Regions from separate parts of the Sus scrofa genome. Here region 2 is linked to region 1. A link is a contact called in public Hi-C data. All regions are on one chromosome and are shown on one strand. The core of a region is the stretch at or near the end of the contact, and the rest is flanking DNA. Distances in the headings are between cores, read along the strand shown.

Region 1 (3,113 bases), core at 287-2,786:
TGGAACCTCATTCCCTGACCCTCCTCTCTGCCACTCAGCCCCCAAGGCCTCGCTTCCCTTCCCCTGCACCCCACCTGCTTGGCTCCTTCACGTTCAGCCCATCAAAAACGAGCCCAGAGGGATCACCAGGGCCTGGGTCCTGGCAGGATCTCCAAAGACAGATGAGGCCCCCCTCTGCACACAGGACATACTGCAAGGGAAGCTTTTATGGGGTCACAGGATGCCTGGGCCACGTTGCTTAGGCTAACTGGTTACCAGGGACTGCTATCATATGCCAGGGGACATGATTTAGCCTATGATGTATCCAAATCTTTGCAACAAGCAGCTTGTTCAAAGAAGATTCTGCCGTGTATAAATAGGATATAACCAAGACGTGAGGTTTACCAGATGGAGTTCGAATCACAGAATGCCAGGAAGTTTGAATGACTGAGATGAAAGCTCTTACTTTTTATTTGAGGAGACTGAGGCCTTAACAGAGAAGTAATGTAGCCAATTCATCCAGCTAGTCAAGGGCAGAGCCGGGCCCAGAACCCAGGCCTCTGTCTTCTGTCTGCTGCTCTGGTGTGCCAGGATCAGGGGCTGGGCAGGCCAGGGTGGGAGGAGCGGGTGACCCTGAGGGCTGCAGAGAAGGCTGCACCATGCCTGAGAGTCCCTGGGCCACTTGGAGGGCCAGGAAAGAGGACACAGCAACTAGAGGAGTGAGGGCGGCCAGGGTGAGGACAGGGGGTTCTCCATCAGAAGACCCCCCCCATGGTTGGTCAGAGGTAGCGGAGGCGGTGCTGGCCCCCCTCTGCCCTCAGGGCATACTGCAAGGCGAGTGATGGAGCTCTAGAAAGCTTTTCCTCAAGATGCAGCCGCAGCCTCCTTGACTGTAAAAGCCTCAGTGCAATGCCATTGCCCAGGCCAGTGTGCCCGTGACCCCAGGCTCATCCATGTGAGGCAGGACCCTGGAGCCAATGGCTAGAGGACGTGACCCTCGAGGACATGCAGGGCTGGAGCTCCTGCAGGTACACAAGCCCAGCCCCACTCACAGTGCGCACTTCAGGAGGCAGTGACCTTGAGCAGAGTGTGAAAGGGAAGTGGAGCCAAGACAGGTGAGTCTTCTAGGTGAGACTCCCAGGAGCCTGGCGGCAGTAGGAATAAGCAAAGTATTGGTGACGGGGAGTCTGGGGACGGGGACAGAGCTCTGCCGGAGCACTGGAATCGCTCTATGGACTCGAGAGAAAGGAAGAAGAAGAAATGAAAATTCTGGGATGGGAAGCCCAGATCTGAAGAGCAGGTTGGGGCCTGGATTGCCTATGAGATGATAATAGCAATCACAGACAAACAGCACACAGATCAGGTGCTATTCTTACTACTTTACATATCCATTCTCATTTAATCTTTAAAAAGAGCCTATGAAGTATGTGTTACCATCGAACCCATTTTAAAGGGAAAGCGATCCAGGCAGAAAAAGAGCAGGGCCCTGGCAGGTGAGAGCTGGGTTCCATGCTTCTGCCCAGCTGAGCCTGCCTCCCTGCTGGGGGAGGAGGGGCAGGCTTCCTGCTGGGAGCCCTGGACTCCAGGCCTGGGCCCCCCATCCCAGGGGAGGGCTCACACCCACTCAGGAGCAAAGGGCTATGACATGGCACCGGCATTGCTCCCAGAAGGCTCACCTTCCAGGCAGCTGCCATCCCGTTCCTTGCTCCTGTCCCAGTCTGGGGGCTTAGGCTGCAAGGCTCAGCCAGCCAAGAGTCAAATGACCTCTGCAAATGGGGGGCTCCTGCCTCTGGGCGAACATTTACCAACTAAGCCCCTAACATTGCCAGCTTCCTACACACTCACAAGATAAAGAGACAGTGGAATGCACAGTGCCTGCCAACTCACCCCAAGAGAATTTCTATTCCCTTGTTGGACAGAGAGCTGTTCACTCCAGAGGCTGATTTTGTATTATCAGATTATGGAACTTGTGCAGCTGATTAGGCCAGAGATGAGAGCACGGCAGAGGGGAGTGGCAAGGGCGGGGGGGTCAGCCAACTCCCCCAACCACTTTACCAAGTCTAGTATAAAAGTTGAGTGAGAGAATACATGGGAAAGTTCTTTGTAAACTGTAAAGCGCTGTGATAACAATACTAACATTTATTAGGTTTTCACGGCATGGCAAATTCTAAGTGGTTTACCTATACTAACTATGTTCAGTCCTTACAGCAGTTCTAGGAAGTGGCTCTGATTATGATCGTTCCCATTTTACAGATGCAGAAACTGAGACCAGAAAGGTTAAGCAACTTGATTCACATCCCAGAGCCAGAAAGTAGCAGATCCTGGATTTAAACCCAAGCGATCCAGCTCCAGAGACCGTGCTCTAAACCACTCCACCATCCTGCCTCTCTGCCACTCGAGGGCTTTGGGGTCTTGAACAAATCACTCCACCTCTCAGAGGCTTTGCTTCTGAATCTGTAAGTGGGAGTAACAGGTACCTCAGGAGCCATGAGGACCAGACAAAATAGCCTCTGTGCACGGAAGTCATCATTTGCCCACCTCTACCTCTTCGGCACCTCCTTTCAGAAGGAAGACGGCTTCTCCCCTCCAATCCTGTAGGTCTCCTGGGGGCGGCCAATCACAGCCCCTTCCCTGTTGCTAAAAGGACTGGGTTTGAGATGTCAGTGTCTCCCCAGAGCCCCCTCCCTCCGGAGTTGTCACATCGTCTGGATGCAAGGGAAGAAAGGTCAAAGCAGCCATGATGTGAAATGAGGAGGTGGGTGGATCTGGCGAGAAGTCAGGTAGCAGCTCACAGGTGAAGAGCTGGCGGGGGAGGGAGAAGCAGGGAGAAGAGCCGGGAAGAGGGTCCTGGCTGGTCCCAGCCCAGCGGGGCCCCCCCTGCCCATCTCCCAGGCTGCCTCTAGGAACCAGACATCCCTGCCTGGGCCCAACCACAGGCAGTTCCGCCTGGGTCATTTGCAGTAAAGAGATATCACTTCAGAGCTGAGCACTCTGCCTGGTGAACAGCAACTACTTTTTCTTTCTTTTTCTTTTTTTCGGCTGCACCCACGGCATACAGAAGTTCCTGGCCAGGGATCGAATCTAAGCCACGGCTGCAACCTACGTCACAGCTGCGGCTGCACCAGAAACTTAAC
Region 2 (3,113 bases), core at 236-2,735, 43 kb after region 1:
TACGTGAACAAATGGGTAGAAAAAATAATGAATGAAAACTTCTTTGATCTCCTGAGAACCTCGGTGGCGTTTCCTTCCTGTAGCCCCGTTTGGTCCTCAGTGACAACCTTTGTGGCAGTTCGGTGTTTGAATGCAGGTGCTTGTGTGCGCAACTGTGGCATTGGCAATTTGCCAGCAGAGAGCAGCCTGGGAAGATCATTGTTTGGAAGCCAGACCAAGGTGGACCCAGTCCTGGCGCTGCCACTTATGACTCTGTGGCCTCAGGGAACTCTCTCTCTCCATCCCCTCAAATGAAGCTAATAATAGTACCTGTTCCACAGGATCGGTTTGTGAAGAGTAAATGAAATCGTAGGTGTAAAATGCTACCGCGGTGTCTGGCCCTCATTAAGTGCTCAATAGACCGGTGGAAACAATTCGATCTGTTTATCTTGATGAAGACCAGTATCCAAACCCTGGCTTTGTCACCAGTTTGCAATGTGAGATGTGTCCTTGGGGCAAATTTATTTCCAACCTCTGGGCCTCAGTTCCCCCAACTGTAAAATAGAGAGAGGCCGGGAACTACATGATCTCCAAGAGTCTCTGACGTGCACCACGCTGATGCTCTGGACCCCAAGAGGGGTCAGTGGATGCTGCCAAGTGCAGAGCTGTGGGACGAGCAGGGCGGGGTGTGATGGGCGTGGATTCACTCACCAGACAGGGTCAGGGGCTTGGAGAGCCGCATGAGGGCTATGTCATAGTCATCCTGTTCATCCGTGTAGTTGCCGTTGATGATGATCTGGGCAATGGAGGCTGCCTTGGGCAGCTGGTGCAGGTTGTTGGTGCCCACATACACCTTCCAGCCCTCCAGGACCTTCTCCTGGGTCCTGCCAGAGCCACAGAGAGCATGGGCCACTTACCACCTGGCAGAGCCCTCTGGCAGCATCTGCTGCATGGGGAGCTGCAGCCAGAGCACCACCTCTGGAGGGAGCTCTCTATCTAAGCCCAGGGGTCTAGGACAATGCCCTACTTCCAAAAAATCACTCTGAACTTGCCCTTCTGTTTTTATTGTTTTCTGGGTTTGTTTGTTTTTGTTTTTGTTTGTTTGTTTGTGTTTTTGGTTTGGTTTGGTTTGGTTCTGGCCATGCCCACAACATGCAGAAGTTCCGGGGCCAGGAATCAAACCTGCGCCATCGCAGCGACAGCACTGGATCCTTAACTCCCTGAGCCACCAAGGAATTCCTGACCTGGCCCTTCTGTACCTTACAATAGAAAACGGGAGGGGATAGGTAAGACCCCTGGGACCACTGGCCCCACTGTCTCCTCTGGACACCACGAGGATCAAATAAGGTGAGTAGGACACGTCTCGGTCGCATTATCTCAGCAGAAATGGAGCTTTTGACAGGACAGAGTGACCCGCTGAAGACTCACTACCTGGGAAGCCAGTGCCCCTGAGGCCTCACTCCAAGCCCTTTCCTGTCCACCAGCTTAAAGGGACAGGCCCGGCTGGTGACTGTCAGAAGCCGACTGCCCTGCCCTCCCCACAGTCCCCCGCTTTCGCTTCCTCCTGGGACAGCGCTCCTGATTTCTCTGGCTCCTCATCTGTAACTTCCAGTTTCCAGATGCAGCAACAAGCCCAAAGCCTCTTTATCTCACCCTGGTCTTTAGGGCAGCTTCCCAGTTCCTCCCTTCCACCTGCCTCTCTCTCCTTGGGGCCCCCAGTGGTATTTTCGCACTCTGCGCTGGCTCAGAACAAGTAACCCCAACTCGCACTCCCAGGACCAAATACCAAGAGCAAATCATGGGCCTCACCACACCTGTGCCACCCAGCCCCAGGGGCCAGGCCTACAACCAAAGCCCTCTCCTGCAGAGAGAGGTCACTCTGCCCTCAGCCCTTCCTGGTGTCCCCGACCCTGAGTGACAGCCCATCACTACCCCTCCACACTTACACAAAAAAGCAGTGGGCAGCAGTGAGGACCCACTGGGCGTCGATCAGGGTGCCCCCACAAATGTGGGTGGTGCCGAACTGCAGGCTAACTTGCCAAGGCCACTTGCTCTCTGGGGCCAGGGCCCCTCCCACGATCCGCCCGGTCATGGCTCTCAGTCCACAGTCTGGGGAGAAGGAGAAGAGAGAAACTGTGAACTCTGCTTTTCTCAGACCCGCTACCACGCCCGCCGGGCCCACAGAGGCTCAGGCAGCCCCACACTGAGGGCACCTCCCACCCGTGGAGGAGGCCGCTTTGCTCACTTAAGCTGATGCGGTACAGCTGATTCCTGTGAATCACAGCGCTCCCACGTGGTGGGTTAGCTTTCTGGGATCATCCAGTGGGACGTTTGTTCCTAAGAAAGTTCCCTCTCCTCCCACTCATTCAATCTTCTGTTAACTGGACAAAGGCTAACAAAGTGCCCCAGGCTTTGGGCACTGTGCCGGGCATTGGGGCCACGATGGTGACTCCCAGAGCTGTTGTCAGGAGCTCAGGAAAGGAGACCAGGTCTAACTTGACCCTGAACCGATAAGCACTGTGATGGGATCTTTTCAAAACAAAGAAGGCCCGTCCCATGATGCACAGGTCGTTGGTGCCCACGTGGTTCCCCGATGGGTCATTTAGTGGCATTGGGGACCCTGTGCCCCAGGGGAGCATTTCCTAACATGTTCTGGAGTGAGCCAGTCCCCCAAAATTGTGGAGTTTGCTCACACCTGTGTTCTTTTTCCTTTGAAGGAAGAGAGCGACAAGCCAGCAGTAGTCTGAGCAGCCCTGTGCCCACCCTGTACTCAGGGGAGCACCCCCCCCACCCCAGGTCGTCATGAGAACACAGCCCTTGTGGACTGGTTAGTAGCTTGGGCTTTGGGGTCAGACCCCATGTCCAATACAAGCCCCTCACCTACCAGTGGTCTCATTAGCAGTGGAGCAAGACAAACATTTCAGCCTCTTTTCAGTAAGTGGACAGAAATGACACCTGCCTCGTGAGAATTAAATGCAATCACATTTATAAAGCTGTGGGCACAGTGCCTTGGCATCGAAGGCACTTCATAAATGTTGGCTCTAGATCTGGTTCTATGTCTATTTCTTTTTTCTTTTGGGGGCCACACTTGAGGCATATGGAAGTTCCCAGGTTGGGGGTCGAATCAGAGCTGC

The links. A called contact is a pair of places that touch in the nucleus more often than the background predicts.
Region 2: a Hi-C map of retroperitoneal adipose tissue shows a contact between it and region 1, with 1.8 times the contacts expected there. The contact joins two enhancer-like sites. A contact is called at or near these places in 1 of 5 promoter capture datasets (fetal skeletal muscle), 7 of 47 Hi-C or Micro-C datasets (embryonic fibroblasts, fetal heart ventricle, fetal liver and 4 more) and 1 of 2 datasets of contacts at active chromatin or transcription factors (skeletal muscle).

The regions. Positions count from the first base shown.
Region 1 is chr9:45,201,980-45,205,092 of Sscrofa11.1, forward strand. The region is part of intron 1 of FXYD6 (FXYD domain-containing ion transport regulator 6); the gene reads right to left. Among named protein-coding and RNA genes, the nearest start is that of FXYD6, 15 kb to the right of the region's middle. Within about 2 kb of position 1,537, at least 8 of the 83 cell types and tissues checked have an H3K27ac peak or open chromatin away from gene starts, as enhancers often do. A contact at or near this core is called in retroperitoneal adipose tissue, where this site is marked.
Region 2 is chr9:45,245,151-45,248,263 of Sscrofa11.1, forward strand. It overlaps TMPRSS13 (transmembrane protease serine 13), which reads right to left. Exons shown (of 13, transcript XM_021062906.1): 8 at 1,926-2,088; 9 at 691-863. Among named protein-coding and RNA genes, the nearest start is that of TMPRSS13, 23 kb to the right of the region's middle. Within about 2 kb of position 1,486, at least 12 of the 83 cell types and tissues checked have an H3K27ac peak or open chromatin away from gene starts, as enhancers often do. A contact at or near this core is called in retroperitoneal adipose tissue, where this site is marked.